Linked DNA regions of Mus musculus: regions 1, 2, 3, 4, 6 and 7 are each linked to region 5. The links are chromatin contacts, called in public Micro-C and promoter capture Hi-C maps. All regions are on one chromosome and are shown on one strand. The core of a region is the stretch at or near the end of the contact, and the rest is flanking DNA. Distances in the headings are between cores, read along the strand shown.

Region 1 (2,847 bases), core at 59-2,558, 1.1 Mb before region 5:
CAGAGTCCTTCAATGTCACCATCTTCATAGAGGTAAACGGTCCCTTCCAACCCACACTTCTGAGCCCACCAAGCATGAGGACGGGATGGCCAAACAGTTTCTAGACATTTGTAGACAGGAGTATGGGTTACTGACAAGGAATGACTGACTACTTCCCAGGGGTCCCAGGGGTCCCTGAATTATTCTTAGTACACAGATGAAAAACAAGAGGCAACATGGGAGGAGATGGATGCAGTTGGCAAGAGAGAAGCAGAAAGGCTAACTTGAACGAGCAGCAAAAGGACTGAGACTCCTTTCCAGGTGGAGGGCTGTGCAAAGCAGGGACAACAGAAGTAGTGGAAGAACTAAACAGGGAACACTGGAGCTGTATATGGGGCTGGGAAGTTTGATTCAGTCACAGGGGCATGACTGGAGGGAAGTAACGTGTCTTATATGGCAAAGGATGGAAGGAACAAGAGGGACAAGGGACAGTGCTCAGGCCAGCGTCCAGAGAGGACGGGCACACCATGACCAAGTTTCCGGTGGGTTCATGCCTCAGTTTTTCCAAAGTAGGAAGGGGATCAAGCTGTCAGGTCTTATTAGAGAGAACTAGGCCACAGAGTGTGGCTAGGGGTCAGTGCCAGGTGGGGGAAAGGCCGAAGGGTAGAGGAAAGAAGTGAAGATGGTGCAGACAGCTTGTGACCAGGAGAAGTGGGGCAGGGGATTCCGGATGGAGCAGGTTCCCAAGCGCCCTAGGGCTGGAAGTACCAACACCTGGGGTGTGGAAGTGTGGACGAGGACAGAGAACTCCAAAGGCTGAGGCTGGGGGCTGCCAGCAAGGAGTGTTACAGGAGTGCCTGAAAGACTGGGAGTGGTTAGATATGCAGAAGCAGAAGACGGGGATCCCGATCGAGGCCAAGGCAATCGGACCCCCGCCCACACGGCGCCCAGACCCGAGGGAAGTTGCTGGGCTGGACCCGCTGGATCTGGGCCTCTGGGCCAAGCCCGCTGCCCGCACAGAAGACGGTAGGGGCAGCACGGGGCCCGGGGAGCCCCGCATCCCGCCCTCTCTCATCCCGCCCGCGCACCTCAGTCTGCGCTGGGCGCCGCGCGGGCCATGCTTGCCGCTCCTGCCGCCGCCTCCGCCCGTGCAGAGAGCTGCCGCCGCTGCCGCCGCCGCCGCCGCCGCCGCCGCCTCCCGCGCCTGGACCCGTTAGCTTCACCGCTCTCCAGTCCGCCAGCCTCGGGCCAGTCCCGCCCTTGCCTGGCCCTGCCCTCCCGGAGCGCCGCGGCTGCAGCTCAGCCCGGCCCCTCCCCCCACCCCTACCCAAGCTAAAGGGAAGGGTGGGGGAAGGGGGCGGGTGCCCCCTCCCCATTCACATCCTCCGGGGCTCTCCCCTCCCTCCTGTTCCCCCACCACCACTCGCTCAGGCATGCTGGGATATGTAGTCCAGCCTGGCAGGACCCGCCAGCATCGCTCTGCATATAGGACTATTGCTCCCAGAAAGCAATGCACTCCCATATCTGGGCTCATGGTCTTTGTAGTTCTGTCCGGATTTAGAGGGTTAAGGCACAGCACTAAGGGGCGTATTCTTCAGTTTCACAGCCACGCGACTCTGGGCTGCTGAAGCCTGGGAGGTGCAGTCTGCGGTACCCCAGCCGGGCTTTGGTACCTGGTTCATCAAAGGATGCGAGTAAGCTGAGGATGCCTCTCACACAGGACTGTGATCAACTGCGGCCAAGCCCAGCTCAAGGGAACTGTTTGTACTTGCTCTTGCCAAGAGCCACGACCTGAGCCAGCTGGGTTCATGCCCTGGCCCAGCAAGCTGCAACTGCAGTGAGGGCACTAGGTCCAGGCTGTTGAAAAGAGGGGCACCAGCAGCGATGTGGAAATAGGGTTTGCCACTATGTGACTGGGCACCTCACATTGCAAACTGTCTTGCTTGTAGGCACCCTACAGCCTTTATCCATTAGGGCATCTCTTGACTTCAGACTTCTGACTCTTAGATGCCTATTCTCTAGGGTAACATGCACACATTTTAAATATTTATCCACATCAGTGTTAGGCAATCCTTTCCTCAACTTTCAAACCAAGCTCCAAAACCATTAGGAAGTTCCTAATTGATGACACATTCAGTCTCCAAATGTCTCTGACTGACCAATGATACTCAAACGACTTCTGGTTCATTAGTTCTGGGACCCTAGAATTTTAAGTGTGTTCGTTCTTTCTCTTATTATGTAACCCAAGGTAGTCGTAAATTCCCTTTGTAAGCCAGGCAGGCCCGCCTGGAATCCATGATGGATTCTCTTGCCTTAGCCTCCTGAGGGTTGTTATTATGGACACTGAGCCATCACACCCTGCAATGAATCTTTTGGGTTCAGACTCCATCACAGAAAGCCTGACCTAAGATTGAACTCGAGTAAACTAACAGACCAGTACCTAGCACCGGTTTCCAGGTTACTCCCCAACAAATCTGCACCCCCCAGGTTACAAGCCCGCCCCCTGGCACTTCACTTTCTAACAACCACCAATCAGGAGGAAAGCAGAAGTTAAGTTTATGGTTTGACTTCCAGCATTAAAGGCCATCATTCCGCCCGTCGTCCCTCCCCCGCCCCCCCCAATCAGATGTGTACCAGACTAGAGACCCACTTCTTGCCTCTAAAAATGCTTGCCTGAAACTAGGTTCAGGGCTCCACTTTCCTACTGTGTCAGCGTTGGTAAGAGACAGGGGGGGGGGGGGAGCTCAAGCTTAAATAAAGAGACTCTAATGCGATTGCATCTGATTTGGCTCCTTGATAGTCTTTTCGGGATTCACGAATGCTTCCTGGCACAACACTACAGCTCAGGAGAATCTCACAGACCAAAAC
Region 2 (3,181 bases), core at 19-2,518, 1.2 Mb before region 5:
ATTTCCAGTCATAAAATAGTTTTTATGTTTTACTCTGAGTAGTGAGAAGGCAAAGTCCCCTGGTCCATCCTCTCAAAAGAATCAGTTTATTATGTATTGGAGCCAATGGCTGGCCTGCACTGGGTCCATCTCCTACAAGACCATAGCCCCTTATCTCATTTACTAGGTAAATCCAGCCCAAGTCCTTTCCAACTTGGGAGTATGGCTGCTTTCAAATCTCTCCAACTGGATCGTGTTTCCAACGGCCTTTTAAACCTTTCCAACAGAGCTGTCCAGTGCTTTGGTTCTGTGCGCCCAACTGCCCCACTCTTCGTTTCTCAGCTCTGCGGAGTCAGGCGACCATCAGCGCTTGGTCCTTTAGGGAGAGAAGGGCGATAGCAGTCCTCGAATCCTCGTCGCTCCGGTTTTTTCCAATCAGGGTGGGGCGGCGGCACCCCTCCGGCGGGCAGCCCGCACCAAACACTGCTGCAGCACTGGGTAGAGGCGCTGGCAGCCCTCCAGGCCCAGGCGCACAGCATCGGTCCAACTCTCAGTCTGCCCGCCTTCCCCACTGCCCAGTAACCCGGCCACCTGATTGAGCACAGGCATGAGGGCCACCGTGAGACCGGCCGCGGAGTGCTCCTCCTCCAGCCGCGTGGGGTCCAGCAGCCAGGTCGGGGAGGGTCCCGGGGTGAGGCTCAGGCCGCAGCCCACCACCAGATCGTACATCTCCACTCCCGCGTCGGCCAGGGCGAGCGCGGCCGCGGTGAGCGCCGCGGCCAGCGCACAGCCGCCGTCCTCCAGCAGCAGCGCCGACACCTCGAGCTGAGCACGCGGGTAGCGCCCCAGGCGCACGGCGGGCTCCAGAGCCTCCTGTAGCGCCAGTCCCAGCTCGCGATCCTCCCCGCCGCCGCCCTGGGGCGCGCGACGCCGGCGACCGGAGAAGGGAGCGCGGCGGAAATCGCAGAGCAGGCGACCCCGGAGGGCAGCGGGAGCTTCCCCGCCCGCTCCCGCAGGGCCGCTGCCGCGCTCGCCGCCCTCGGCCTGCCGCGGACCGGACACGGCGCACAGCACCTTGGTCCCGCCCGCCTCCAGGTAGGCGGAGCCCTTGGCCTGGCTCAGCAGCCCGGCGCGCGCGTACACCGGGCGGAGCCGCGTCGGGTCGCGAGCAGCGGGCGTCTCGTCGTCTTCGGCCGCGTACAGCTGCGGCGGCTGAGACTCCTCCGGCCCGCGGATGCGGCGATGGTCTCCCGGCATGGCGGCTACCGGCGTGCGAGCTACTTCCGCCTGCTGGGCTGCCCTTGCGCACCCGGCTCTTCCGCTCGCTTAAAGATGCGCGCCCGCGCAGAGCCTATCGGGAGAGCGGTAGGTGTGCGCGCTGCCACCTAGCGGAGTGGAGGAAGAACGGCGAGGTATAGCTGGACTCCTATGCTGGTACTTTAGCTAGTCCTAAGGAACGGATCTGTTGTTATTCCTAGAAGTTTGCATTCAGACTGTTTCACATAAGCTTGCCCAAGGTGAGAGGTTTTTGTTTACTCGTGCAATTAGTCCTCTGGCTGCTTCAACACTTGTTTAATAAATGGACGGTATCTCTCTTTGTACAACTAGATATTTCTAACACTCTGAGGAACTGTCATAAGCAGACAGTATCTCTGCTTCCAGACCCTGCTGTTTGTAGATTCATACAAATTGCATTTTAGGGCTGGGCCAGGGTCTTGAACCTACTTTAGGTTAAAGCAGTAGGGGTGGGGCAGTTAGTAGGACACACCTACATGTTCATACTGCCTATATCAGTTGTCTGACCTCATATCAGCAGCCTCAAACAGGCATGTGGACAGGCATGGTGGAGGTTGTCCTAAGAGACTAAGAACAGTGGTTCTCCACTGGAAGCAACTCAGAATTATTTTCCTCCACCCTTCTATTGAATTTCCTGAACTTTCAGGAGTCTGGGAGTCTATTCGGTGATACCATCAACCAGAAACAGGCTGGAACCGTAACAGATATACAGGAGCCAGGGCTCACCTCAGGACAAGAAGCAGAGCGCATGACATCACCAAGTATTGCACATGGTCCTTTTTATTTTCTGCAGAGAAAAGGCTTCCTTCCTCTGCAGACCTAAAGCCTCAGGCTGGCAGAGTGACCTCATCTAGATGTGATCATGACGTTAAAAAGCATTCCTGGGTAGTGATTTTAGACAGATGGTGCTGACATGAATGGGCTCAGAGCAGTAATGGAGGGGGGCAATGAATCACAGGACAGCTCCAGGCGTGTTCCCATTACCGCTGGATCAGGACGGACAGGGCTGCTGAGAGGTCCCATGACTCCAATGTCTTCGTGGCGGGAGGAGAGCTCCTGGCTGAATTCCCGCCTTCGGACATGTCTGGTTGATGGCGAGTTGCTTTCCCGAGAGGGCTTCCCTCCCATCAGTTCTTCACATCTCCCAGACGGAGCTGGGCAAAGGAGGTAGCCAGCTGCAGTGCTTCCTGAAGGCAGCCCACGTTCTTGCCTGTGGCCTGGGCGGACATGTCCTTGCCACCGCCTTTACCATCCATCAGGCCTGAAACCTGCTGGACCCACTCGCTGGCTTTCAGTCCCCGGTTGGCTGCATTCTAGGAGATAGGAGGGGAAAATGGTAGTCAGAATGGGATTGAGGGGGGAATGGCAGGCGCCCCCAACATCCATTTGTATCATGTGTGATGCTACCACAGACTAACACTATAGCTGGCACAGGAGAGCAGCTATGGCTACTGCCAAAGTGAGGACAGAGAGCAAAGCCAGGCATTAGCCAGGAGTGAAGTCTTTCACCAAAAGAAAGCCCGAGGGGTAAAGGTGCCGCAGGAGGCGACAAATGATAGACAGATCAACAGTTTCTAGTGAGGACTGCGTGCACACAAACAGTCTTGGCAAATGCTGTGAAGAAGCCCTCCTTGAGGAGCCACAGGCAGGGTTTCCCACTGGCATACGGGTTTGCAGGCTTTTAGACTGGGACTGTGGGAAGTTCTGACCTGGGGAACCTGGCACAAGCACGTGATCTTGCCAGCCTCATTGTCCACCGTGAACAGCATGGCAGATGTCTGAGGAGAATGCGTCTTGAAAAGCTTCAACGCTTCATTCAGGGCCTGTGGGGAGAACCTCAGGTTAGGTCACTGGCAAGGGAGCCCTGCTTTCTACAAGGGAAGCTGAGAACTCAGCCCTCAGAGAA
Region 3 (2,868 bases), core at 159-2,658, 1.4 Mb before region 5:
CTACAAAGTGAGTTCCAAGGCAGCCAGGGCTATACAGAGAAACCCTGTATCGAAAAACAAACAAACAAACAAACAAACAAAAATCCTTTCTCCTTATTTTAGCCACTCGGGACACCAGCAGCAGCTTGTTCTGATAGCAAGAAAAGGGAAAGGATAACTGTCGGTACACGGGGAACTGAAGAAGTGGCTCACAGGTAGAAAACTGGCTGCTAGTCCCCAGGCTCCGTTCCCAGCACTTACTTATTTTCTGTATATGAGTACACGGTTGCTGTCCTCAGACACACCAGTAGAGGGCACCAGATCCCACTGATGTTTGTGAACCACCATGTTCCTGGGAATTGAACTCAGGACTTTTGGAAGAGCATTACAGTGATGTTAACCACTGAGCCATCCCCTCAGCACTGTGAAGAGGGCTTTTGGGTTGTTTGTTTGTTTGTTTGTTTGTTTAAAGACCTTTAAGTAAGATTTCCTTCTTCAGAAACATGTTTGGAAAATCTTACGTGACAATTTATATTTCCAAGCCATTTATCATAGTAGTTTTCAAGTTGAAGACATTGTGCAAGATTTAAAAAAAAAATTTTTTTTTCCGACCATTGCGGACAAGTTGCTCAACCCAATGAGAGACTCTACAGGCTCTGGAACTCTGGGGACAAACTTTTAAAATCATCGATAAACTCTTTAATAAAACCTTAGGAAGAAGCAGGGGAAGTCACTTTTAAAGAATTATTTATTTATTTTATGTATATGAGTACACTGTTGCTGTCTTCAGACACACCAGAAGAGGGCATCTGATCCCATTACAGGTGGTTGTGAGCCACCATGTGGTTGCTGGGACTTGAACTCAGAACCTCTGAAAGAGCAGTCAGTGCTCTTAACCACTGAGCCATCTCCCCAGCCCCCGGGAAGTCACTTTTAACATTTTCTTTCTTTCTTTATTTTCTTTTCTTTTTTTGGTTTTTCGAGACAGGGTTTCTCTGTATAGCCCTGGCTGTCCTGGAACTCACTTTGTAGACCAGGCTGGCCTCTGCCTCCCTGAGATTAAAGGCGTGAGCCATCACCGCCCGGCCACTTTTAACATTTTTCACTCTCAGTAGAAGAGGAAGGGGAAAAAAAAAAAAAAAAAAACCAACTCTCTTCCTCAGGGCTTCTTCCCGCCGAACAGTTCAAAGGAAGGGGCGCGAGATGGCGGACTCCGCACGACTACCAATTGCAGGAGGCGCCTTGGCCGGAGGTTCTCGCCCAGAAATGTATCAAAGGCTGACCAATGAGGGCGCCACTATTTCAGCTGGCGGCGACCGACGGAAGAAGAAGAGAAGAGATTGGTCGCCGTCCGCAGTGGCTGGCCAATAGGAGCTCGCCGAGCCGCGGCTCCAGCGGGGGCGCCTCAGGGTCCAGAAGAGCTGCTGGGCGCGGGCGGAGCGGGTGCGCAGTAGGGGATGCGCGGTAACGATGGCCGAAGTCGCGGTCGGCCAGGCGTCCGACTTGGTCCCCTCAGGTGAGGCTGCTCCCTGCTTCTTCTCCGCCCTGGGGGCCTCTGGATGCGGGTGGTGGTCCCTTGCTCTGCGGCTGCTCACGGGGCCCAGCGAGGTGGGCGGAGGGCGCGCTGGGAGCTCGGCGGTCTCCTTCGGTCCGGCCTGAGGACCTCGACCTTCTTCCTCCTCCTTTCCTGAGGAATGGGGGGTGGGGGAGAGCTCGGGAGGAGCTGAGACGGGGCTCGGCTCGCACCGATTGCGGACCCTCCACGGAGTCGTTCTCCGGGTGCTTCCCGCGCGGGTCGAGCCCCGGTGACTGACTCTTTGACCCTTGTCGCTCGCTGTTTTAACTTTTATCACCGCAGCGGAACTGCGACCGAAGGATATTTTCATTCTCCTCTTCCTGCGGGGAGGCGGGCGTGGGCAGACAGGTTAGGAAACTTAACTTTGGTTCCGCAGCTACTAACAGGGCGAGCCTGGATACGAACCCGGGTCTGACTGAATCCCCGCGGGCTCCCGGCGACCTGTTTATTGGGGCAGCCGTCGCTCCCGCCTTCTGTGTTTATCGAAACCAAAGCTTAGCAAGGGTGGGGGGCAGAGGTGGAGTTCACGGTCTGAGGGCCGCTGACTTTTCGGGGCCATCGGACTAGCGTTTGTGTCACTTAAAGAAGGGGCTCATACGAGCACGAGCCCAGGATTTGGGGAACGTGTTTTGTTTTTGGATGTGTGTGTGTGTGTGTGTGTGTGTGTGATTGAGGAACTAAATTGTAAACTTTAAATAGCAGCCTGTAAGAAGCACTGTTCAGAGAGGACAGTTAAGTGCATCTAGACCTAACTTAGGCATGCTTATTTGTGACAGTCCCCCTCTGGAATCCGGACTGCTCTCAAACTTGAGGCAATCCTCCTCTCTCTCTCTAATGATGGAATTACAGTTTTGAGGAAATATGCAAGGAGTATGGGGGGGGGGAGCTATTTTTAAAAGATAATTCTTGTGAGGATGTCGTTAAACTTTAGAGCCATATTAAAAGCATCAGTTCACATATTTTTGAGTAGTGAAGAGCTTAATTTTTAAAGCCTATCACCTTTTTTGCATAAAAATTTAAAATTGATAAGATTCTTTTCTAGAAGTCTGCTAGAGTTTTAGTAGTGAACAGCTCCTGGTATATTCTTGATTGTAGCTTTTGGTTTATCATTTTGGACTTTTTTTCCTTGTGTTTTTGAGAAGTGGAAGACACGATCAGTATTATTTAGCACCAGCAGTGACAGTCAATGGATGCTGTGTGAACTTCACTGCTGTTACCTTCTAGTTGAAATCAGAACTGGTTGCTCTCTAGACATGCCATGGAAGGAAGTTTTATTTTAAAATACTGAACAGTGCTAAAAATTAGAATAAGAA
Region 4 (3,110 bases), core at 260-2,759, 1.7 Mb before region 5:
GAATCCTGGTCCTGCAAACCCAAAGACGGAGGCTTTCCACATAGCAGACCACACCTGTCTAAGCCAGCCTCCTGTTCCATTTTAAACAATTGATACAGCAAACCAGTCGGGTGGAAAAACAAACCACCTCCCTTTCCTAGCGAGAATAAGAACCCTAATCCAAGAATCACTCGCCCCTAGTTTTATTTCTTTTCTCACTCTTTGTTTAGGAGACACTACCTCCTTAACCAGAAAGGTAGGTACCATGCTGCAGCGGCAGAAATGAAGAGTCTCAGACAAGAAGACCTTTGAGGATCATGACGCTAATAAATGCGACCTCAATAGGCAGGTTTCACTCAGCCATCCACAAGTGAACACATGCCTGCAGTCCTAAGGTACCCGGCTCCACACGCCTAGTAGGCAGCTTTCCCCCTAGGCAGTAGTTATCTTATTTGATCCTATTCATCCTCTGACATGGAAGGAACCAGGGGAAGGGCAGGAGTTAGCTTCATACCCATACCTTAGCACATTAAGAGGTTTCGGGCGCCCCGGCGCGCCCTCCCTTGCACTCCACCCTTCAAGGCCTCCGTCACCCGCGGACTCACCACTGTGCGAGCTGAACCACCTGGGTGCGATGTGCAGAGGTAGAGCATCCGCCAGCGAGGCTCGGGAGCCCAGGTACAGCATCCCGTCTCTATGGTGACCGCCGCCGGTCTCTTGGTAACCATTGCCGTGGGCATAGGTGGAGTCCGACGTGGACCCTCCGCCGCCCGGCGCCCTCTCGGAGTCGCCGGTCCCGCGGGAGGCGGGGGTGTAGAGACTAAAGGGCACCCCTCCGGCCGTGCTGGGGTCCATGCCCATGCCCGCCACCGAGCTGACCGAGCGGCTGCGCAGCCCCATCGCCCCGCCGCCCGTCCGGTAGTGCCCAAAGTGGGGCGCCCCTCCCGGCGGCGGCACGGCGCTGTCATCCGTAGAGACCCCCGGGAAGGGGCCCCGAGAGCGGGCCGCCGTGCTCTGCTTGCCCCCCATGTTCGCCGGGGCCCCGGTGGGGCGGGAACGTGGAGGCTGAAACCCTCCCCCACTACTCAGAAGCGGGTGGAGGTCTGGGCGAACATAAAGGCGGAGGGTTGGGGTTGGGGAGAGTCACAAAAGAGCCCCGAGGGGAGAAAAATGAAAAAAGGTGAGGGGGGGAATCCTCAAAAAAAATCCGCGGGGTGGAAAAAGCAAGCGAGCGGGGACCCCAAACTAAGAATTTCAAACTGTCCAAGCCGAATGCATGTTCCCCTTAAGGTCCGAAGAAGCGCGGTCCAGAGCCGGCGCCTCGCGCCACAGGCCGCCCCCGGGCTCCGGAGCCTAAGGAGCCGCAGCGAAGGGAGGGAGGAGCCGGAGGAGGCCGCTCGCCCGCAGCAGGAAGCGGCGGAGGCTCCGGGCGCCGCGCCGTTCGCGTCCCCCGTCTCAGGACTCCTCAGCCCGCGCCGGCGGCCCTCACTCCTCCAGGCTTCGGGAGGGCTCGCGGCGGTGGGGCAGCCAGGCGGAGCTCTGGAAGCCGCGGTCGCGTGGCGTCGCGCTCCGGCTCCAGCCGCCGCCGGCCCCGCCAGCCAGCCGCACCGCCCCGCTCCGTCCCGGGCTGCGCTCGCCGGCGCTCCTCGCCGCCGTGGAGACAATGGAGGGCGGCAGAGCGCACGCGCGGCCCGCGCCCCCTCCCTCCTCCCGCACCCCCCCCCCCGCCGGGTTAACCCCTTCGCGGCCCCTGCGGCGCAGCAGCGAGCTGCGGCCTTGGAGGTCCCCACCCACCTACCGCCTGCGCCCCGGGCGGTCCAGGGACAGGACGTCTCCAGCCGCCGGGCGTCTGCGACAGAGGTCAGACTTCCTCTGGATCACAGCTCTGCTGGAGTCGCGGCGAAAGTCGAATCAATGTCTTCAAAACGAGACCCTGAGTGGGGGGAGGGGTAACGACGGTTTTAGCGGGTAGGAAGGAAACACCGAGAAGAAAGAAAAACCAACTAATAAAGCCTACCTGGGTTTGAAGGGTCACTGGGGGAGCTCCCCTCCCGCCACAGACCTGCCCTCACAGCACCCTCTGGTGGATATGCTGTCCATTCGTTTGGAGGTTCTCCATCCAAGGACCCCAGCCAACCTTAGGAAGTTTAGCATGGGGGGCGGGGGGGGGGGGGGAGGAGGGAATCAGCTTGGACCCAAACACATTTGGGATTAGCTGTTAGGAGATACAACAGTGCCCCAGTGGCGCCTAGACTTTGCTGTCGTTAGATCAGAACCAACTATTTGGGTCTGAATCGATTCCTTAGGCTAGAATATAATCCTCAAAATCAATAGGTGGATTAAAAAAAAAAAAAAAGTAAGAACCATGCAGCGGGAAAGCTGTTTTAGAAACTCCTTGCCCAAGGCCGATTGCTGTTTTGTTTATCATGTATTTTGACATAGAGCCATATTTTGACATAGAGCCACAAGGCAAGGGCACAGTACTCAATAAATATTTGTTGACCAAATTGCATTTTGCAACAGAGACTCACCTTGCCAGGTCAGTCCCAGTCTTTCTCATATTTTCACTTTGCTTATTCTTTGAGCAAATAATTTTTCAAGTGCTCAGCTCTGAGCACCGTAAGCATCACCCAGTCACTAACCTGACCTTCTCTTGTCACTCTGTCAAGTGGGCTCCGTGCTTCCGAAAATGGAATTGGAGGGAGATTTAAAGGGGCTAATAGACTTGTCTCTTCCAGTGTGACTAGCCTGGAAGGCCACAGAAAGATGGTTGTTTGCAAGCACAGAGTGCTGGGGGTGAGCTAAAAGCTTCGAACAAGCTGGGCAGTGGTGGCCTATGCCTTTAATCCCAGCACTTGGGAGGCAGAGACAGGAGGATTTCTGAGTTCGAGGCCAGCCTGGTCTACAGAGTGAGTTCCAGGACAGCCAAGGCTATACAGAGAAACCCTGTCTCGAAAAAAAAAAGAAAAGAAAAGAAAAGAAAAAGAAAAGCCAATGCAAAAATTTTCATGGCTGTGGTGCTCACCTTAATCCCACCACTCGAGAGGTAGAGGCAGGACAATCTCTGAATTCCATGCCAGCCTGGTCTACAAACCAAGTTCCAGTACAGCTAAGGCCACACAGAAACTCTG
Region 5 (2,862 bases), core at 199-2,698:
AGTAAATTCCAGTGTAGGTAACAGTGTAGGTAACAGTTATGAAGTTAGTCTAAAGTAAACTATGCATTAACACTGGGAGGTGCCAGAAAATAAAATTTCAGTCTACTGAGTATTGGTTTTATGAATTCACTAAGTACAACAAATAAATTTTTCTGCTGCTTCCATCTTTGTGCTACTTTACTAATAATCTTAATAAAAGGAAATATTACTCAACAACAATCTCATTTAATTACTTAAGGTTTGCTTTTAACATTAAGTATCTTCGATGTTTGGCAGACTGGTTTCGAAACACATTAAATCTTAATTTTCTTCCCCTTCTTTGGCAAGTTTTAAATCCTGCCAATTGCTCTTCTAGAACTCTAGAGGAATTCCATTCCACTATTCCAGTTCGTTTATATACTGAACCTACAGAAAAAAATGTCTCTGCACTATTTCAGAGGTTAGTAGAGAACTCCACCCAGTTAGCCACCTTTTAGCCATCTCTGCTGACCTCACCTCAGCTCACCTTCTGCATTCTTCCTGCATAGAAACTTCTTGTCATCACTCACCTTCAAGGCTCCACTCCCCTTTCCCCTGCATCTGTTTTCCTATCCTCCTACTCCCCTGATTCTACCAAAAAGCCCCGCTTAGCTGCCTGTTGCATAACGGCTCCCCCACTGCCTTCTCCCCGGATTGTCAGCCAAGCAGGAGTGCCCCTTCGGGCTCTGCTCTCCCACCCCCGCCCCCCAAACCCTGCAACACGCCCAGCAGGTCCACAGGCAGCAGATCCTCCGGGACTGTCCCCCGAGCGGGAAGCGCGGGGTGTTGCGTCTTGGAGCCGAGAGCCGGTTCGGAACTCCCGCAGCCAGTCCCGAGGGCAGCGTGGCCGCTCCCGCCGGCGCAGCCCGCGCACACCGCGGCGCCTGGCCAATCGCCGCCGCCATCCTCCAGCTGGGGTGATGTCTTCAGGTGTCCGCCGAGTCCTGCGTACTCGCCGCCTGACTCCCGCCAGGCGCGGCCGGCCCTCGGAGCCCCCCGGAATCCGTCCCGGGGCCCCGGGCTAGGCCCAGCGAGGAGACTGAGGTCCCGGGGATGCGGGGAGGAAGGAAGGTGGGGGCAGCGGCTGCCCGAAGGCGTGGGCCTGCCGGGCGGCGGTCAGGGATGGACAGCGCCGGGGACCAGGGCGGCGGAGGCCAGGGCGGGGGCGCGGCCCGGAGGCCCCACAGCAGGCCCGCGGCGGCCCGGCCAAGTGCAAGCGGCCCAGGGACGCAGGGCGGGGGGCGCCCGCCGCCTCGGGCAGCTTAGCGAAGGCGGCCACAGCCCTCTTGCTTCCTCCCTCTCCCTGCCGTCTCACCTTTAGGACCCGAATCCCTCCGGGCCGGCGAGGCGCCGCCGCTTCAGGTGGCTCCGGGGGCTCCAGCGGGCCCGCGGGCACGGGCTCCACCTCCCCCATTGGCGGCCAAGGATTTACAGAGACGCCCGGCCCGGCGCGACAGCGCGAGCCTCGGAGGCGCGCGCGAGCAGCGGGAGGCCTCGCCCCTCCGCCTAGACCCCGCCCCTAACCAAGACGCTCCGCCCCCTTCGGTCCCTCCCCGACCCGCTGGACCTGCGTAGTCGTCAGCCTGGCGAGGCCGGAGTAGAATTGTGGGAGGCTGGCGCCACTGCAGGCGGAGTAAGCCTCTGCTGCGCTCCACCCTGAGCTCCTAGGACCAGGGCGCAGGGAGAGCAATTTGGTACTTTCTGGATCCTCCAAGAAGCGGCCAGAGGAAGTGACAGGTAAGGCCTGCACCTGTTAAAATAGACAAGATACAACCCTCCACCATGGGCGGCGCTGGAATTCTCCATCCAAGACGCTTCCTGCTCCCAAATGTGTCTTGTCCCCTGGCACCCACTGGGGGTGAAAGAACTGTTGCTTATACTCACCTCTTAGGGATAGCTGGCGACCTTCTTCATCAAACCACCTCAAGTACACTAAGCTTTCCAGGCACAGTTCAGTGTCCTTTTCCTGTAATCAAAGTATCAGATTTCCTTTCTCGTCCTCAACCACTCAACCAGTAACATGGTGTGTAAGCCCGCTTTCTATTTTGCAAGTCTTAATTCACCTATTTTAAAAGCTGACTCTTTTTGTTCCTGGAGTGAAAGATAGTTTTGTGGTTAGTGGGCCAAATTATAAGTCTGCCTAATTCCAATTCCAAATCTCAATTGTACTCTTTTTTTTTTTTTTTTCTTTTGGTTTTTCGAGACAGGGTTTCTCTATGTAGCCTTGGCTGTCCGGGAACTCACTTTGTAGACCAGGCTGGCCTCGAATTCAGAAATCCGCCTGCCTCTGCCTCCCAAGTGCTGGGATTAAAGGCGTGGGTCACCACACCCCGTTAATTATACTCATTATTAGATCTATACATTCTATACATGTACAAATTACTTGATCTAATTCTTTCGGATTTTTTTTTTTTTTGAGACAGAAAATTACACATAGCCCAGGCAGACCCGAACTCACTATATAGCCAAAGCTGGCCCTGAACTTTTAGAGTCTCCTGTCTCCACCTCCCCAGTGCAGATGTGCACCACTATGCCCAGCTTCAGGTGGGTCTTCCGTGTTGTTATGGGTATTAAGTCTATGCAACACAACACGTGTATGACTGATGATAGAGGCCAGAAGACAGTGTCGGATCCTCTGGACCTGGAGTTATAGATGGTTGTAAATTGACAGGTGAACTCTGGGAGTTGACCCTGGGTTCTCTGGAAGAGCAGCCAGTGCTCTGAACCACTAAGCCATCTCTCTAGACCCTTGCGTTGGTTCTTAAGGAGTGAATGAACTAGATTAACATCTGCCTGGCCATTATCAAGGTGGATTGGACAGAACAAAGAGCCTAACTCATATTA
Region 6 (3,026 bases), core at 63-2,562, 1.2 Mb before region 5:
GTCAGGAAGTTTTGCATTTTCTTGAAATTCGTGAAAATTAACGGTATCTCTACTAGTAAGAGTAACTTCTAAACAGCCTTAAGACCCAGACTGATTGTGCTCGGATCCTACACCAACAAGCTCAATCCTGGAGCAGTGCTCACACCTGAAATTCCCACCACACTGGATACTGAAACAGGAGAAATGCCCAGGTTCCAGGTGAGCTGGGGCCACAGAGCAAGACTCTGTCTTTAAAAGGCAGTCACAGGGACAGTTCTAACAACTCCTGAATGCTTCCTCTGGTAACAGCATGAGCCACAGGTCACAAAGAATGAAGGCTGAATGTACATTGACGCATCTCCCACACATAACTCGGAGGAATCACCAGGGCAAGTTTACAAGCAACAGAATGACCCTCTGAACAGTTTGATCATGCAAGTTCAGGATGCTGTAATTTTCAACAAATGCACCGTTGGCTGAGAGAATTTAAGAAAAATTATACACGTCCCTGACGCCAAAAAGAGGACCCTTGGGCCGGACGTGGTGGCGCACGCCTTTAATCCCAGCACTTGGGAGGCAGAGGCAGGTGGATTTCTGAGTTCGAGGCCAGCTTGGTCTACACAGTGAGTTCCAGGACAGCCAGGGCTATACAGAGAAACCCTGTCTCGAAAAACCAAAAAAAAAAAAAAAAAAAAAAAAAAGAGGATCCTTAAAGGACGTCTTTATAACTAGACCCTCTACCACATCATCATCCCTACAAATCAAGATTGCATAAATGTTCGAAGTAGGCTTGGAGACCGTGGACTCGCACCTCGGGATCACACACAACTGTCACCCCAAGTCACCCACTGGAAACCCCACGGCCCTGACTAGGTCTCTGACAGGAGTCGGTGAAGCACAGCCGAGCCGCACATTACAAGGTGGGAAACCATTCCACCTGCAGAGACGCGGGGCCACCTCTGGCCGTGACAGCAGTGCGCGCGCGCCCGCCCGAGCCGCAGCCCGCCCCGAGGCCCGGTCCGCCGCCCTGGGAGAGCCGGCGCGCAGTCCCGGGACGGCGGGCGCGGCTCCCCGAGGCCCGCGCAGCTCCACTGGCTCAATCCCGGCGCCCGACCGGTGGCACCGCCTCAGAGACCCGGAGGGACGGCCGGGAGCCGGAGCCCAAAGCTCGGACGCCAGGGGCGTGCGGGGCGCAAGAGTTCGCGGGACCAGAAGGCCGCCCGGACCCGCGGGTCCTAGCCGGCTTCCTACCTCACGGGCCCGCGACTCGCGGGCAGCGCGCTCAGCAACGCCCGGCGGAAGTGAAGGGCAGCCCAGCCGCTGAAGAGGGTCTGCGCCGGCCGGAAAGGGGGCCAGGGCATGGGGACGGGGCGGGACGCGGAGCGCAGAGTTCCGGGACCGCGGGGGGCCTGCGACCTTCCGCGCTTTACGGCCCGCGGCAAGGGTAAGGCGGGCGCGCGCGCCGACGCGCCGTGACGTCACCGCGGCGGACCGGCCCGCACGTGCGCTTGTTTGGGTCTCGCCAGGCCCCGCCCCTCCCGCGCCACCTCCGCCTCCGCCTCCGCCTCCGCCTGGTTGACGACGAGTGTGCGGGGACCTGCCAACGTCCTCCGTCCCCGCTCCGGGTCTCCCGCCGGCCTCGGTGTGTGGGCAGTTCGGGTGATCGTCTGCCGCCAGGCCTGAGCTCCGATCCTGCGCGAGGGGTCCGCAGCCCAGAACCACATCTCTCTGCCCGTGGTCACCGTTGTCCGTCCCTGCACGTCGCTTAAGGCCTTTCAGTGCTTGGCTTGGGCAGAAGTTGTACTGTGGGCCTGGCCGCACCTTGGAGGCCGAATCAGCTGACCTTATTTCCCATCTTACTCCTTGCGGCTGCCCAGAGGGAAAGCATTGTTCACTGGAGCCTCAGAAACATCTTCTGCCTTCCATCCCCCCACCCCCGCCCCCAACTCTCAGCCACATCCCCTAGTTTCTTTCACAGCACTCGTTACTAGATTAAATATATGTGTCTCTACACTGGTGTAGACGTGGCCCTCAGATATCTTGAGGACCTAACCTTACTCAGGTGCAGCTTCTCAACACCTTCACCCCGCGCCTGGCGCACACCATCCAATCATCCTTCGCACAAGCAGCAAGCGAAATGGTGTGCTTTAGTTTAGCCTATCTTGTCTTATGAGCTAGTCTTGAACATTATTGCTAGGCTGTGTACCTTGGTGCTGTCTTGAGCGCTCTGACTAGGAACAAGAAGGCTTCAAGAATCTCCTTTTCATGATGTCATTCATTCCCCAGCTTGCTTAGTTTATACCCAACTCACTAGCCATGAATTTCTCCAAGACTGCCCAGATGAGAACTGACAGTAAGACTCAACTCTACCCGGTTCCTTTTTTTTTTTTTTTTTTTTAGTTTATTTGTTTTATTTAAGTTTATTTGTAGCTGGGCAGTGGTGGCACACGCCATTAAACCCAGCACTTGAAAGGCAAAGGAAGATGGATTTCTGAGTTCGAGGCCAGCCTATTCTACAGAGTGAGTTCCAGGACAGCCAGGGCCACACAGAGAAACCCTGTCTCAAAAAAACAAAACAAAAACAACCAAAAAAAAGTCTATTTGTTTTATTTATTTATTTATTTATTTATGTGTATGTTTTTATAGGCAAAGTCTCAGTCTAGGCTGGATTCAAATAGGTACAGAGGATGACTTAGCTCCTGGTCCTCCTGCCTCCACCTCCCAAGTGGCTTGCTTCACCACACATTCAGTTGCCCTTGTTCTCCTGAAACATTAAGCTCAAGACATTTGGAAGCCCCTAGTAGATGAATCCTTTCACATTTTTGGTTAAGTTTTTAATGATACCTATCCCCAAAAAATGAAAATGAAAAGACACTGACCAATCAAAAATATTTGGGGATAGGTTTTTTTAATTTGTCAGGGAACCAAAGGTTTTTGGGTTTGTTTTTTGTTGTTTGTTTGTTGTTTTTCCTGAGCCATCTGCCTACTTACAATTTCCAGACATACAAACTTTGTAGCAACCTAGTTATCTACAGGACAGGGTGAAT
Region 7 (2,902 bases), core at 283-2,782, 1.3 Mb before region 5:
GATTCTCCTGGACTCCAGCTCCTCGGTCATGGGTTACTACAGCTGGCTTTGGTTCCTTGATTTTTTGACATGAATCTAATGTTCTATCCTGGCCCCCATATATTCCCTTATCTTTTCACTCAAAGACAGGGTCTACCCTGAGGTGGTGACACATGCCTTTAATGCTAGCACTCAGGGGCCAGAAACAGACAGCTCTCTGAGCTCAAGGCCAACATGGAATACAGAGGGAGTAATAGGGCCACACAGAGAAACTGTCTCAAAAAAAGAAAACAAACCAAAAAGGGTCTCACTTAGCTCAGGCTAACCCCTAACTCCCTACATAGCCAAGGATAATGTAGAGCGCGGGTCTCAACCTTCCTAACGCTGTGACCCTTTACTACAGTTCCTCAACTTGTAGTGACCCCCAACCAAAAATTAATTTTCAATGTTAGTTCATAATTGTTATGAATTGTAAATATTTTTGGAGACAGAGATTTGCCAAAGGAAATGCCCACAGTCTGAGATCCTGCTGCCTGCACCTCTGTGAGTGACATCACGCTGGGTGTGGGCAGTGCTGGGAACCAACCCCAGGACTCCAGTCATTTTAAGCCCATAATTTGTAAACTTATGAATTAAACAACCATCACAATAATGTAGTTTTAGAACATTTTACAAAGCCTGGAAATATCTGTGTGTGTCCTTTTATGTTTATTTTTATGTTGTCCAGGTTAAACAAATGGGCTCAAGCCAGCCGCCTATCTCAGCCCCGGAGGGGTTGGGACTACTATATTTCTTTTACTTAAAACATTATTTTTGGGGCTGGAAAATGGATCAGTGATTAAGAGGACTTATTGACTATTCTTCCCAAAGACACACATGTGATTCCTAGCACCCACATGGCTTCTAACAATCATGTCTAACTCTGGTTCTAGGGGATGTGACATTCTTGGCCTTCTCGGGCACTGCATGTATGTTAGACACAGACTTGCTGACACAAGCTGACCAGACAGCTACACATAAAAGTATTCCATTTTGCCTGGCGGCAGACGGTCACCCTAACTGCCCACACTGGGTCGAGGCTCTGGCCCGGATCCGATGCCCGGGCTCTAGGCACACACGGAGGCCGGCCTGAGGCCGGTGGCGGCTCTCCTCACTCTCGTCGCCATCCAGGCAGAGGCGGAGGCGGAGGCGGCCACGGGTTCTGGGCTGCGGACCCCTCGCGCAGGATCGGAGCTCAGGCCTGGCGGCAGACGATCACCCGAACTGCCGACACACGGAGGCCGGCGGGAGACCCGGAGCGGGGACGGAGGGCGGTGGCCGCTCCCTGCACACTCGCCGTCATCCAGGCGGAGGCGGAGCGGGAGGGGCGGGGCCTGGCGAGACCCAAACAAGCGCACGTGCGGGCCGGCCCGCCGCGGTGACGTCACGGCGCGTCGGCGCGCGCGCCCGCCTTACCCTTGCCGCGGGCCGTAAAGCGCGGAAGGTCGCAGGCCCCCGCGGTCCCGGAACTCTGCGCTCCGCGTCCCGCCCCGTCCCCATGCCCTGGCCCCCTTTCCGGCCGGCGCAGACCCTCTTCAGCGGCTGGGCTGCCCTTCACTTCCGCCGGGCGTTGCTGAGCGCGCTGCCCGCGAGATGCGGGCCCCTGAGGTAGGAAGCCGGCTGGGACCCGCGGGTCCGGGCGGCCTTCTGGTCCCGCGAACTCTTGCGCCCCGCACGCCCCTGGCGTCCGAGCTTTGGGCTCCGGCTCCCGGCCGTCCCTCCGGGTCTCTGAGGCGGTGCCACCGGTCGGGCGCCGGGATTGAGCCAGTGGAGCTGTGCGGGCCTCGGGGAGCCGCGCCGGCCGCCCCGGGACTGCGCGCCGGCTCTCCCAGGGCGGCCGACCGGGCCTCGGGGCGGGCTGCGGCTCGGGCGGGCGCGCGCGCACTGCTGTCACGGCCAGAGGTGGCCCCGCGTCTCTGCAGGTGGAATAGTTTCCCACCTTGTAATGTGCGGCTCGGCTGTGCTTCACCGACTCCTGTCAGAGACCTAGTCAGGGCCGTGGGGTTTCCGGTGGGTGACAGTTGTGTGTGATCCACGGTCTCCAAGCCTACTTTGCATGATGTCCGTGGGTGGGCGAGGGCCGCTGGCAGGGAGCAAGGCCAGAGGTCAACTTTGAAAGCCACAGGGATTTGCATCACTTTAAAAAACTAACTTCATATTTTTAATATTTACTGGCTTTGTTTGTGTGTAAGGTAGAGGTCAGTAGAGAAATTGGGGATGCGTTTCTCTCCTCCAGATGAATCCAGGGATCGTTCCTAGCCGATCAGTCAAGTACCCAGGTTTTTTGACTTTTACCCGCTAGCCATTTTTGTGGGCCCAACTCTCTGAAGCTCTCTTTTTTTTTTCTTTTTTTTTCTTTTTTTTTGGTTTTTTGAGACAGGGTTTCTCTGTACAGCCCTGGCTGTCCTGGAACTCACTTTGTAGACCAGGCTGGCCTTGAACTCAAAAATCCGCCTGCCTCTGTCTCCCAAGTGCTAGGATTAAAGGCGTGCGCCACCACGCCCGGCTCTGAAACTCTCTTGATACCTCCTAATGCACCTGTTGAAAAAATAAAAATCTGCAGTCGGGCTGGAGAGATGACTCAGTGATTAAGAGCACTTCCAGAGGTTCTGAGTTCAATTCCCAGCAACCACATGGTGGCTCACAGCCATCTGTAATGGGATACCCTCTTAACGGTGTGCATGAAAACAGTGTACTCATATACAGTAAATAAATAAAAGGAAAATCTGCAGTCTGGACCAGTTGGGTCACAATGTCCAGCAGGTTCTGTCCTTCCTTCCCCATTCGTTCATCCATCCATCCATTTTAACATAGAGTCTCACTAGTAACCCTGGTTTACCTGGAAGGCAGAGAGTCACCACACAGGCCTTCGGTTGGTAAGCAA

What was found. Promoter capture Hi-C pulls out the DNA fragments that hold promoters and counts their contacts. A called contact is a pair of places that touch in the nucleus more often than the background predicts.
Region 1: a contact with region 5 is called in a promoter capture Hi-C map of hippocampal neurons, with 2.3 times the contacts expected there. The contact joins the promoter of St3gal2 here to the promoter of Phlpp2 in region 5.
Region 2: a contact with region 5 is called in a promoter capture Hi-C map of liver, with 2.5 times the contacts expected there. The contact joins the promoter of Exosc6 here to the promoter of Phlpp2 in region 5.
Region 3: a contact with region 5 is called in a promoter capture Hi-C map of liver, with 3 times the contacts expected there. The contact joins the promoter of Rfwd3 here to the promoter of Phlpp2 in region 5. A contact is called at or near these places in 3 of 39 promoter capture datasets (erythroid cells, liver and pre-B cells).
Region 4: a contact with region 5 is called in a promoter capture Hi-C map of pre-B cells, with 2.7 times the contacts expected there. The contact joins the promoter of Znrf1 here to the promoter of Phlpp2 in region 5. A contact is called at or near these places in 3 of 39 promoter capture datasets (hippocampal neurons, liver and pre-B cells).
Region 6: a promoter capture Hi-C map of pre-B cells shows a contact between it and region 5, with 3 times the contacts expected there. The contact joins the promoter of Pdpr here to the promoter of Phlpp2 in region 5. A contact is called at or near these places in 2 of 39 promoter capture datasets (erythroid cells and pre-B cells) and 1 of 115 datasets of contacts at active chromatin or transcription factors (astrocytes).
Region 7: a contact with region 5 is called in a Micro-C map of embryonic stem cells, with 6 times the contacts expected there. The contact joins the promoter of 9430091E24Rik here to the promoter of Phlpp2 in region 5. A contact is called at or near these places in 1 of 39 promoter capture datasets (hippocampal neurons) and 2 of 484 Hi-C or Micro-C datasets (embryonic stem cells and olfactory sensory neurons).

The regions. Positions count from the first base shown.
Region 1 is chr8:110,918,326-110,921,172 of GRCm38.p6, reverse strand. It overlaps St3gal2 (ST3 beta-galactoside alpha-2,3-sialyltransferase 2), which reads right to left and starts at 1,308. Exons shown (of 7, transcript NM_009179.3): 1 at 1,068-1,308.
Region 2 is chr8:111,054,426-111,057,606 of GRCm38.p6, reverse strand. Exosc6 (exosome component 6) reads right to left here and starts at 1,268. Exons shown (of 1, transcript NM_028274.4): 1 at 1-1,268. The coding sequence starts at 1,236. The coding sequence ends at 415. It overlaps Aars (alanyl-tRNA synthetase), which reads right to left. Exons shown (of 21, transcript NM_146217.4): 20 at 2,985-3,098; 21 at 2,038-2,588. The coding sequence ends at 2,403.
Region 3 is chr8:111,298,762-111,301,629 of GRCm38.p6, reverse strand. It overlaps Rfwd3 (ring finger and WD repeat domain 3), which reads left to right and starts at 1,408. Exons shown (of 13, transcript NM_146218.4): 1 at 1,408-1,495. The coding sequence starts at 1,450.
Region 4 is chr8:111,535,039-111,538,148 of GRCm38.p6, reverse strand. Znrf1 (zinc and ring finger 1) reads right to left here and starts at 1,509. Exons shown (of 4, transcript NM_133206.4): 1 at 585-1,509. The coding sequence starts at 1,008.
Region 5 is chr8:109,867,189-109,870,050 of GRCm38.p6, reverse strand. Phlpp2 (PH domain and leucine rich repeat protein phosphatase 2) reads right to left here and starts at 1,448. Exons shown (of 19, transcript NM_001122594.2): 1 at 1,334-1,448. The coding sequence starts at 1,432. Gm17344 (a long non-coding RNA gene) reads left to right here and starts at 1,521. Exons shown (of 4, transcript XR_003947453.1): 1 at 1,521-1,755.
Region 6 is chr8:111,093,031-111,096,056 of GRCm38.p6, reverse strand. Pdpr (pyruvate dehydrogenase phosphatase regulatory subunit) reads right to left here and starts at 1,312. Exons shown (of 18, transcript NM_198308.1): 1 at 1,231-1,312.
Region 7 is chr8:111,144,128-111,147,029 of GRCm38.p6, reverse strand. 9430091E24Rik (RIKEN cDNA 9430091E24 gene) reads left to right here and starts at 1,532. Exons shown (of 3, transcript NR_040364.1): 1 at 1,532-1,626.